3 separate regions of the Rattus norvegicus genome follow, and regions 2 and 3 are each linked to region 1. The links are chromatin contacts, called in public Hi-C maps. All regions are on one chromosome and are shown on one strand. The core of a region is the stretch at or near the end of the contact, and the rest is flanking DNA. Distances in the headings are between cores, read along the strand shown.

The links. Hi-C and Micro-C count contacts between places; a contact is called where the count stands out from the background.
Region 2: a contact with region 1 is called in a Hi-C map of liver, with 5 times the contacts expected there. The contact joins the enhancer-like site here to the promoter of Enc1 in region 1. A contact is called at or near these places in 2 of 12 Hi-C or Micro-C datasets (the A7r5 cell line and liver).
Region 3: a Hi-C map of liver shows a contact between it and region 1, with 4 times the contacts expected there. The contact joins the enhancer-like site here to the promoter of Enc1 in region 1. A contact is called at or near these places in 7 of 12 Hi-C or Micro-C datasets (the A7r5 cell line, frontal cortex, hepatocytes and 4 more) and 1 of 1 datasets of contacts at active chromatin or transcription factors (oligodendrocytes).

Annotation. Positions count from the first base shown.
Region 1 is chr2:30,283,289-30,287,002 of GRCr8, reverse strand. Enc1 (ectodermal-neural cortex 1) reads right to left here and starts at 1,729. Exons shown (of 3, transcript NM_001003401.2): 1 at 1,445-1,729.
Region 2 is chr2:30,519,078-30,522,791 of GRCr8, reverse strand. No RefSeq gene overlaps it. Among named protein-coding and RNA genes, the nearest start is that of Enc1, 240 kb to the right of the region's middle. Within about 2 kb of position 1,706, at least 1 of the 93 cell types and tissues checked has an H3K27ac peak or open chromatin away from gene starts, as enhancers often do. A contact at or near this core is called in liver, where this site is marked.
Region 3 is chr2:30,499,811-30,503,524 of GRCr8, reverse strand. The region is part of intron 1 of LOC134485824 (a long non-coding RNA gene); the gene reads right to left. Among named protein-coding and RNA genes, the nearest start is that of Enc1, 220 kb to the right of the region's middle. Within about 2 kb of position 1,729, at least 14 of the 93 cell types and tissues checked have an H3K27ac peak or open chromatin away from gene starts, as enhancers often do. A contact at or near this core is called in liver, where this site is marked.

The DNA of each region.
Region 1 (3,714 bases), core at 480-2,979:
CAGTTCAGTCTGAGTTATTCTGAGGAAGATTTTAAGCCTAAACCTCTAAATGATTGTCTACTCTATGGAAGCTGCCTCCTCTCGGGCTGCGAGCCAAGAAAGGAACGCCAGGAACACAAGCATCTAAGTGCTAGCAGGCTGAGCTGGAATCCCACAGGGCTAGAGAGTCAGGGTGGTATAAAACAACTACAACCAGGTGTATACTTAAGAAAACAGTTTGTCTAGAAGACCTACAAGACGTGCAACACGCTGCTGCGTCTGTGTTTTCTAAGCCCCCCCCCCCCGAAAACCAGAAGGCACTGTCTACCCTATCACCTTGGACCCCATCCCACAGGAAAGGGATGTCACGGTCACAATTTCTCATCTTGCAACCACTGTATGATTAAAACAAAAGGTGCACTTGAAGACCCAAGGGAGACAATGTGCTCCCTGGTTTAGAAGCACGCAAACATCAAAATAGCCACAGAAATAATGTATACCTTTTCTAAACACACCTTAAACATAAAATGAATCGTTCTTCCCAACATTTTTTAAAGCCCCCAGAGACATAAGTCTGAATGCTAAGGAAATGGTCCCCCAAACGCACATATATACTTAACTTGCATCTACAAAGAAGGCAGAGAAAAAGACTATTACTGTGAACATCAAAAGGGCATCTAGTTCAGTAACTTCGGCTCATTTACTCCTGTTCACACGCATGATGTCTGCCTCCAACACTGGGAGCACCTCCGTCTCTCTCCTGGTTTGAAGCTTGATCTCAATCCCACGAGAAAAGACACCAGGCAGATGTTCTCCAGCATTCACATTATTGACAACAATGGAACCACACTATAAAGATGTTTACAAAAATAGCTCTTCGCCACAGTCCCCTACAACACTTGCAACGCTATTTAACACGCTGGACATGCCAGTGAGGGCGACACCAAATTACAAGTCCAAGTTCACCGTTTCATCTCCACCCCGCCCACCAATTCCTAGCCTTTGAAATTAATGTCATTCTAAAAGGCAAAAGCTTGCAGGAGAGGAAACTCGTTTTTCAGGAACCAGTTTTCATTCATTTGGCTGAAGTCAAGTGCCCGCATGAGGAGGTCTGGGCATGGCCCCCACCGTCCCCCGGAACCGGCTACGAGGCACCCTGGGGAACCGATCCCACGCTCTGGGCTGCCTGAAGGCTGCTGGGAGCCGGGGTAATAACATCCCCCAACCTGGCTCCTCGCACACACCGAGACTTGCCCGGGCGTTACACTGCAGAGGAGAGGCAAGTCGCTCTCCCAGTGCTGTCTCACACCAGCCACAGTTCTGCCTCGAGAGCACCTCCTGGGCTTAAGCCACAGCCAGGGTGGCCGGCGCCGGCTCGGTGCTCGCAAGCACACCCTGCGGCAGACCTCCCAACCCCCGAAACCCGGGCGCCCGCAACAGGTTTGGGGTTGCAGGGCAAACTTACAGTAGTGGCGACTGGCCTCCGCACACAACCGGCTGGGGTTCTTGCCTCGGTCACCCGCAGGGAGCCGAAGAAAGGCGTCTCTGTTCCAGGAAGCGGTGGCGATCGCCGGGGAGAAAAGAGCGCCGGGAAGGGAGGCGATGGCGTCCCGGGTAGTGGCTCTCAGGCCGGCTCCGGCAGGCAGCTGATCTCGGTCTCCCGATCAGCAGCTACGGACCTGGCGCCCCGGCCGGGCCAAGCGTCTGCGGGCGCTCGCCTAGCCAGGGGAGAGTGAGCCTGCGGCGGCCGCGCCGCTAAGGAAGGCGGGCTGCACGCAGTGGGAGGGAGCCGGGCTGCGGCGGGAGCGCTGGCGGCCGCCTGGCGTCGGCTCTGGGTCTCTGCAGCGCCTCCGTCGCGCCGACCGCTCTGAGGCTGCGGGAGCAGACTGCGCCGGGCCACCGTGCGCCGGGCTATAAGTTGCGCCCGGGAGGGGGCGCGTATGCAAAGAGACTCGCTAGTGGGAGGAGGGAGGAAGCGCGTCCACGCTGCGGGCTGGAGCGGGAGGAGCTGGGGGCTGGAGGTGGGGGCTGTCGGGGGGAGTTTGCCGGAGAGGAACCAGGGAAGTGGGGCGGGGAGTGAACGGAGACAAAGCGGACGCCCTAGCTCAGCTACGGGCAGCTGCAGCCCCTGGGGACCGCGAAGAAAATAAGTTTGAGGGGCTCCGAGGACCTTCGCCTCTCCGGGTCAACCCTATTCAAGGCTGGGTCGGGGGCTGGGGCGTCCACTGCAGGGGAAAGCAGCCCTGGGAGCTTTCCTGTGCTCAAGGGTGCGGGGAACCTAAGAATGCTCAGTGGAATAGTCAAGGCCAGGCCGGGGGTCCCACGCACCGGCAAGCACAGCCACTCATTGGGTTAGATCCCCCAACCGCAGGCAGAGCCTCGTTCCCGCTGGAGCAAGGGAAGAAGCCCTGGTTTGGACCTTGGGGACACTGCGGGTCGAGCAAGTGGACTTTGGGTTACTTGCTGGCAAGAAGCCAGACTTCTACTCCAGGCTCTTGCCGGGTGTCTGCCTTCCCCACCCCAAATTGGTGAGGAACCCGCGACAGGACTCTGCCTCGCTCGGAGCTGGAGCCACAGCAACCCCGGCTGGGTCCTGCGGGCCCACGTGTTTCGCAACCAATCGCCAGGGCCGCTAGATTCAAAGCAAACTCCTCCAAGGAGCAGTCACGCTGCCTCCTCCTGGTAGGGAAGGCGTCTCAGTCACCTCGAGACTCGGCCTTTCTTGGGTTTTGTTGGTTGGTGGATTTTGGAGCTCAGTCAAGAAATAGTACCCCACCACACACACACACACACACACACACACACACACACACACACACACACACCGTAAAGCCTCGAGAGTATTCGAAAAAAAAATCAATTCATGTAGCCACAACTGTTTATGACTCTCATTTCTGACTCTTTGTGCCAGGGCATTTGGCTGGGAGCTAAAACGCCACTTTTGAGTTGGCTCTTACTCCGCATTTGAGATACGTAGGGACGAACTGTATAGATCATTGGCCCAACCCCTTATCGTACAGGTGAGCAAGGAAAAGTCTTGGGCGATGTGAATTGCCTGTCTGGAGATCTGCACACCCTCAATAGTGGCCCGGGAGATCGACTTTACCCTGTCCTCTCCATTTCCCCAACGCTGCGCCCCGAGTCTTCCTTTTCTTAAAACGCCAGGCGTAACAAAGGTTTAAACCGGCTCAGGAGGCTCCACATGGCGCTTCCTGAGAGCACAGCCTGCTGAAACCAGTAAGGTCGGTTCTTTATCCCAGCTCCCCTTCTGGCTTCCTCTCCCATTATCCAGGCTGATAAATGTTGCTCATCGCAAAGAAAGACAGTGCCCTCTTAAGTCCTTTCTTAGCATTAACTCGTCAGCCTCACTACAGCCTTTTCAAATCTGTTTCCTATTTTAATTTTTGATAGCGTCTTGGCTCCATTTTGCTTTACAAAGCCGGAAAAGCTCAATGGATTCAAAGTAAGAACCAGGTGCCGTGGGGGGTGGGGGTGGGGCAAGGAGCCAGGGGCAGCAAGAGCCAGGCAGGCTCAATTTAGTTCCCAAGGAGAGAAAGATACAACCAATAGAAAGCAAACGGGTGGAAACGGAGTTCTCACCAGAGATAGATTCTCACAAGGGGGAAATGGGAATGGGTCTCCATGTCTTTTAAAAACACCTTTCTATGTTCTGTGGCCAGGTATGAGAGGCACCACGGCCGACTACTGCACTTTCTGGTCCCTTCCTTTTCTGTT
Region 2 (3,714 bases), core at 457-2,956, 240 kb before region 1:
GGTATAAACCTGTTATACTTTAGAGGGTTTTATTTTTCCCACCGTTACAAATTCCGCTGCCATCTGTTTCAAAGCCAGTATGTTTGTCTTTCAAGGAAAAAAGAAACAGATAAATCCTGGGGTGGGGGTGGGAGTGTGTGTCAGGGCGAGTAAAAAATGAGTCGACTTTTGTGAAAAGGTAAACAGGTTGTAATCTTATACCCCATGGGGGGGGGGTGTCAGGGGAGAATAAGGTGGCAGACCCTGAAGATTCTCCAAAGGGCTTAATAAAAATGATAGGTGTGTCTTGAAGATGACAGGGGTGTGGTCAAACTTTACACAGGACTTGACAGGTGGCAACAATGTAGCCGTTTGAGTCAGCCCTAGTACTGGCATGCTCACTGCAACCCAATTATCCCTATCTGTATAGAATTTAGCCATGTAACAGATTCTTCTTCCAGTCTTCCACAGGCCATCCGCTGCTGACTTTCTACCAAACGACCATTCTAGCTCCCTACAGACCTTCTGTTGCCCGAGTCTTAGCCACCATTGGTTAAGTTGCTGCACAGACTTGAAGGCAGGATACATTCCTATTCGCTCTGCTGTTTGGGGTCTTTAGGGATTTGATCCAGATTCTTTCAGTCATCTGGACTGATCAGAGAGATGACACTAACAGTGTTAGGTGGAAATAACTTCCCAAGCTGCAAGAGGCTCCTCTGGCCGATCAGGAAATCAGTAGTTTTCAAACAAGAAGCAAGAGAGCATACAATTGTGTCTGTGTCGAACAATGTGTTTAGGTGACGCCCAGGGAATTTCGAAAGCAACTTAGTTTTCCTCTGCATGGGATGAGGAGCCAGCATGCAGTAGAAAAGGACCTTTCTCTGCATCTTGCAGTGGTGGTGGTTGCTATTCTTTGAAACGGAGGTTCCTGGAAAGCAGGGATCACAGCAAAGACTGCCTCAGTTAAGACATAAACGTCAAGCGCTGTCCACTTTACAGATGCTTTATTTGGCAAACAAGATCATTCTCCTTTCCTTCTATGATCCTACCGTGATCTGTCTAACAACTTTGACCTACCTTGGACAACGAGGCATGGCGAAATGACAGACATGCTTACGGAAAAGCTGGGCTCAGGTGGGCCATGTACTGGCATGGACAGACACCAGTAACACCCTGGGAACTCAGCATGTCTGCAACATGAATGATGAGGATATAGGCCAGCTAGTCGCTATGGGGGAGCAGTCTCTCAGGTTGCTGGTACCCAGGAGAGGAAGCTGTACTTGGTGCATTCTGAACACACTGCCAACATCAGTAGTCTTCAAATGGGATGGCTTTGCCATTCATGAGCCAGATCCAGGGAAGGCCTTGTCATTCCCATGGGTCTGGGACATTGGGATCCCTGACATGGCCATGCTCATGTCAATATTACACGGTCCGGGTCTTCATCTGCTCCTTATAGCTTCCTACTGCGTTCTGTCTTTCTGGTCCTCACTTCTGTGTGTATTATGCCCTTCTTCCTAACCAGGCAGCCAGGCTCCTTCTGACCTGATACCCCCAGAACAGGACAGAGTAAGAAAAGGCCTCTCCCTGCCTTTCTTACCTTTACCTGCATTGCCTTTTACAAGTCTCTTACTTCCTCTCAGGGGATAGAATATTAAGTCGTATCTCTATTCAGTGATTTGGTCTCTAATGCCAAGAGATGGCAGTTAAAAATTAACGTGATCACATGTCAAAGTCTCCATTTTTATGGTGTCTGATCCCACACAGGTAAGGAAAGATAGGCAGACACGCACAAGAGCGTGACCAGCGTTGCAACATCCTTCATACCTTCGTCGAAAAATCTCAGTTCTCCCAAAGGTGGATGACATATAAGCTCCCCTGGTTAATCTCCCTAAGCGACTTTTCTGGCTTTAGCACAGAATTAGGACAAAGGTGAACAAGAAAGATAAAGCAGGGGCAACGAGGGACAGTCACAGTCTAGAGATCCCTTGCTACAGAATACATAAAAGGTGGAGGAGCTGCGGTTCTTACAATATAGTTTTCCCATCTCTGTGTCACTTTATGTCTTTTTTTTTTTTTTTTTTTTTTGACGTGTGCAATGGACGCTGCTCGGTTCAGTTGTCCTCCAGTTCATGCTGCCTCACAAATGTGACCCATCCTCTTGGTCACTGTCGCTTGCCTCGGAATTGTTGTTATAGCTCAGTAGCTGTCTGCCCCTGCAAAACTTGGAAGGCTGACGGCAGACTCTCTCATACTCACCCTCCTACACCCCATCCCCTCTTCTCCTTTTGCAACCTGTAAGGACAAAGTGAGGAGCGGACAGCCCACCTCACTGCCACAAGACGGGAGCCAGCCAGCTTGCAAGAGCTGGCCGCTGAGGGAGAGAAAAGCTGTCAACAGTAAAAGATTTAGGAGAGCAGGCTCAGCCTGACACAAGCGTGAGAGTTCTTAAATCTGTACAAAGACGATTTCCAGAAAATTCTTACTCCTGACTCTACCTGGTCTACTGTTGACATTGTTATCAAGTAATCATGTAAATAATGATCGAGAAAAACGTTAAGTAACAAACATGAGATGTGATAACTATGTCTCTTCTTTCTTTCTTTTGTTGTTGTTGTCAAGGGCAAACCTTGACACTGCTCAAATTAATGAAGTAGGCTATCTGACTATTAATAAAGCCTTAAGGGCCCTGGGATGGATTGATCTTCCTTGTATGAAATACAATCTCCCATAAAACAAAGGGGGCTATGTTTTACTGGCAGCCTCAAAGACGGGCTCATCACATTCATTCGACTTTAATATACATTTTTAATTATTCATCTGCAAGACATAAAATAGCTCATTTTGAGAAGTCTCATTTGGATGGTAATTTGCGAATAAGAACCAGGGACAAGCCCGTATAAATTATTCTTGTAAATATATGTACATAAAATATCTCCCAAAATTTTAACAAACCAGTGACTAAAATCTTGTTGGGAGGCGTGATCCAAAGATAATCACCCCGAGTTGGGATAATCTTATCGTAGTCCATCTTCTGCGAGCTTCTTTGGTAATCTGAGGAGTGAGATTAGACTCTCATTATGAACTACTTATAAACATCATTTGAGATGATGGGAAAGTAATTTGAAGAATTCGGGGCCTGGTAATGAGTTCCCTTTGAAGTTGGGGCGGGATGGCAGTGGGAACAGAATCTGAGATAATTGCTGGCTGTCTCCAAGGAGTCCAAATGTTGATGAAGCTCTGTGTTTAATAATTAAACATGCTAACCTCAGAGGAGAGGGAGCCACGCTGCAAGAACCCCTGGACGTTTAAAAAGCCTGCCTTGTTTTACCAGAGCACTTTTTACCTCAATCCTTCTCCTTCATCCGGTTCCACCTCTGCTCTCAGGTGTGCCTCTGTTTTAGGCATGACAACAACTGAAAGCTCGGAAGGGGAAGAAAACCAACTGAGGAAACTCGATTTTGGCCTGCAATGTGCTGCAGTGGTAAAATGCCCACCTTCCTGCCTGAGGTGCCATTCCGGAGACCAAGCAAAGATTCTTTCCAAAAACACGTTCAGGAAATCAACAAATGTTTGCCTCGCTCTTTGAAGTTTACAAGCTCTTGGATCTGGGTGAAGTCCAATTAGTAAAACCCTAGGCGTGGCCCTTCCCATTCATTTGAATCTCCATGAGACTCAGGAGAATTTCATTCTAGTTAATCACGCCGTGGTCTAGAATATTCTCCCATGACCTAC
Region 3 (3,714 bases), core at 480-2,979, 220 kb before region 1:
ATTATCACATAGGAAACTTAAGAGCACGTCTGGAATGCAGGAAGAATATAAAATTCAAGCGATCAGGACCACTCACTAGGTTTACATTTGTTTGCTCTTGTTGGTGTAACGAATAGCTCAGAACAATGGCTTGAAACAATGTAACTTTAACAAAGGGAGGTCAGACGGCCAGAGTGGGTACTGGGGGCTAAAGTTGGGTAGTCGGAAGCCCTGCATTTCTTCTGGAGACTTCCACAGAGCCTGGTTCCTGCCCTCTCCAGTTGCTTGTTGCCTGGTTCCTTTGGCTCTGGTTTCCTTCCAGGATTAATATCACAGTGACCTCTGCTTCTGTCCTAACCCAGCTTCTACCTCTCTCCTGTCCTAACATTCCTACCTGGATCTTCCTCTGTGATTGCACTGGCCCATCCAGATAACAAACTCTATCTTCAAGATTCTTGTAAGGTGACAGGGCCTGGAGATCTTTGGGGCAGTAGTGAGAGACAGAGGTGTCAGGGGCAGTATTTTATCCTGTCAACTCCTTACAAGACTAAAAATTCTCTATGTGAATAAGTCATACTGTTCTTCTGTCATCTCTCTCTCTCTCTCTCTCTCTCTCTCTCTGTGTGTGTGTGTGTGTGTGTGTGTGTAAATGGAATAAATTATATTCCATTCAAACCCTTGTTAAAAATCATCTAGGTTACATAATAAAACCAGCATGAAGAAAACCAGCCCAACACTCAACCACCTTCTACAAAATCTATTCTCTTTGCAATTTCTGCTTTTCCCCCCTCACTCCCTGTGTGTTGATTTTTTTTTCATATTCTGGCCCATCTTTCTTCTCAGTAGATACTAGTGGGTCCTTTGGCTGACACAGATTGTCACCAACACACTAATTCACACTAGCCAATTTCACTATGTGAGCTACACAGAGGAAAGAATTCAGAATTACTGTTGGAAACTGCTTTTTTGGGCCTAAAAGGAGATGTGACGAGGGAGACAGCTCAGCGGGTAAAGAGTGTCAGCTTCTCAAGCGAGGGCCTGGGTTAGGATCCCAGCACCCTAACAAAAAGCTGAGCTTGACCCCACATACCTGTCATGTCAGTACTGTGGAGCATGGAGACAGAGGGATTACAGAGACTTGCAGGATACAAGCTGCCTCAAGGTTCCAGGAGAGACCTCAAGGGAGTAAGGTAGAGATTGCCAGGACTGAGCAACCAGCATCATCCTCGGGCCTCTGTGCACACACACACATAAGTACCCACCGAGTGAATATATGCCTCATATATACCACACTCACTCGCATATGTATTCAAACTTTAAACTTAAAACACTTATATGTCAAAAGTCTAGGTTCTTCTCTAGGGTTCATCATCCTAGCCGGAACCTAGGAGATCCTTTACCCAAGGTTAAGGGTTAGCAATGCTACAAACCAGTGCACACTATGTATGGCCTCTGGAGTTCGGATCTGAGTACTTTGTGCCAGAAGATGCTACTCGCTATCTTCTCTATCGCTCTTGTCTTTGATATTTAAAAAGAGGCCAGAGACTCCCTTTTAAATACACACTGATGAGGGCAAAACCAATTTCTGGTTTTGCTTCCTGGAAAACCCGTGATTGGAGTTCCACAAAGAACCCTTCCCGTTTGGGTGATGTTTGACTCTGGAACATAAACAAGTTTCGACTGGAGGACAGACAGTGTGTAATCAATACTCCTTGGCTCCTGTCCAGGCCTGTCACGCCTGGTGCTTACATCGCTGTTGCAGATACTGGGAGGGAAGATCGCACCGCATTTAAAAGCAGATCAACAGATGTAGGGGTGTCAGTGAGAGTCGGTTACACGGCTGATGAAAGTCTTTGTGAATCTCAAATAATGACAATATGGCAACCCTCTATACGCTGGCAGATGGCCTCAGCCCCCGACCCTGCCAGGAAACCCAAAGCCAACCTTTCTCCCTCCCTCGGAACCTCATATTCCAGTCTCCATCATGCCTCTGCTGCTCTTCGTTGCCCTCAGCTTTCCAGTCCATGGTTTAGAAACTCCCTATGAACCGGTCATACTGGAGGTTTCCCCTAGGCCCGCTGACTCCCAGCCGCCTCCTGCCTCAACACCATTCCTCGTGTTTCCCGGCTCCATCCCTCTGAGGCCCTGTTCTCTAGGCCTAGATGGCAGCTCCTTCCTGATTCGCCTGGTGAATGCCTAATTAGCCCTCCAGAAAACCTCAATAAGCTCCCTCTTGTGTGACAAGAACTGTGGCCTCCCCTCCCACAAGGCTCTTAACACACAGTGTTGGCTCGGTGTCCCCCCACCCCCCTCCTTTGCAAGCTCCCAGACTGAGAGCTCTTTCCCAGCACAGGGAGCGCCTTTCATCTCCCGCCCCTCTGCACTTAGCTCTTAGTAGACACTGATAAACATTGGCTGAGTGATTGAAAGAATCTTCAGGTCCTTCTTCTGGGAAAGAAAGAGAAACGGCCCATCACTCTGCTGCCTTCTGAACTGTGGGCAGTCACCACCCGCTTCACTTTCTCACCAACTTTCTAGTGGCCTGGCTGCCCACCGAACCCTGTCCCTAATCCAGCCACGGCAATGCTGGCTTGTTTCCTGACCACTGAGCCTCCCCCACAGCAGCCCCTGATAGTCCGACATGGCAGTCCTCCGTGCTGCCGCCGTCTCTGGTTTTACTGAGGTGACTTCTCTGCCTCTTTTTCCACCTCCTCAGTGTTCTCGCTTCCCAAGTACTTGACTTTAGTAGGGTACAAGGTCCGGGCCTCTCCCCCAGAAGCTCACTGCAGGAACTACACAATGCTTACAACAACCTCCCAAGGTCAGTCTCTACAAACAGGACTGTCACCAGATGAGCTGATGTGGGCCAGGCACTCAGCATGCAGACAGTTGTCATACACTAGCAAAGGTATCTCTCAGCTGGCCACCTCTGTGCCCTCCCATTTTCCTCCCCTTAAATTCACTCTCCATTCTGACGCTACCGTAATATCCCAAAAAGAATGCTGGTGCCAAAAAAAACCGAAGTCTTCAGAATGCCTTAGCTGGGCGTGGCATACGCCTTTAATCCCAGCACTGGGGAGGCAGAAGCAGGCAGATCTCTGAGTTCCAGGCCAGCCTGGTCTACAGAGCAAGTTCCAGGACAACCGGGACTACACAGAGAAAGCCTACATCCAAAGAAAACCCTCCAATTACAGAGGGCCACACAGAGAAACTCTGTCTTAAAAAAAAAAAAAAAAAAAAAAAAAAGCGAAACTCCCACTATCATCCAGTTCTTCAACTTCAAGTTTAATTTCTCTGGGAATAGGTTCGGGTTTTCATAATACAGTGTCCACTGTATAAGGAAGCAATGCTACATTTTGTGCTGTCTCAGTATCTCACCTACAAATCATGCCTGTATATTGCCCACATTTTGTTTTGTGCGGAACTGTATTACCCAGTTGTCTGTTGTTCTGGGCTTTCACACGGGACCAACAGGACTGCCTTGTTATGACATTAAATACAGAGTTGACCACCCCTCACAGCTTTAGAAGGTAGACACAGAACAGAAAAACAAATTGTCATAAAGACCTTCCTTCTGAGATCTAGCCCTGTTTGATTATCTTGTTTGCTTTTGTTGTTTGTTTGCTGTGGGTTTTTGTTTTTGTTGTTGTTGTGGCTGTTGTTTGGTTGTTTGGTTTGGTCTGGTTGGCTTCTTTGGCTTTTTGTTTTGTTTTGTTTTGCTTTGAGGTCAGCTCT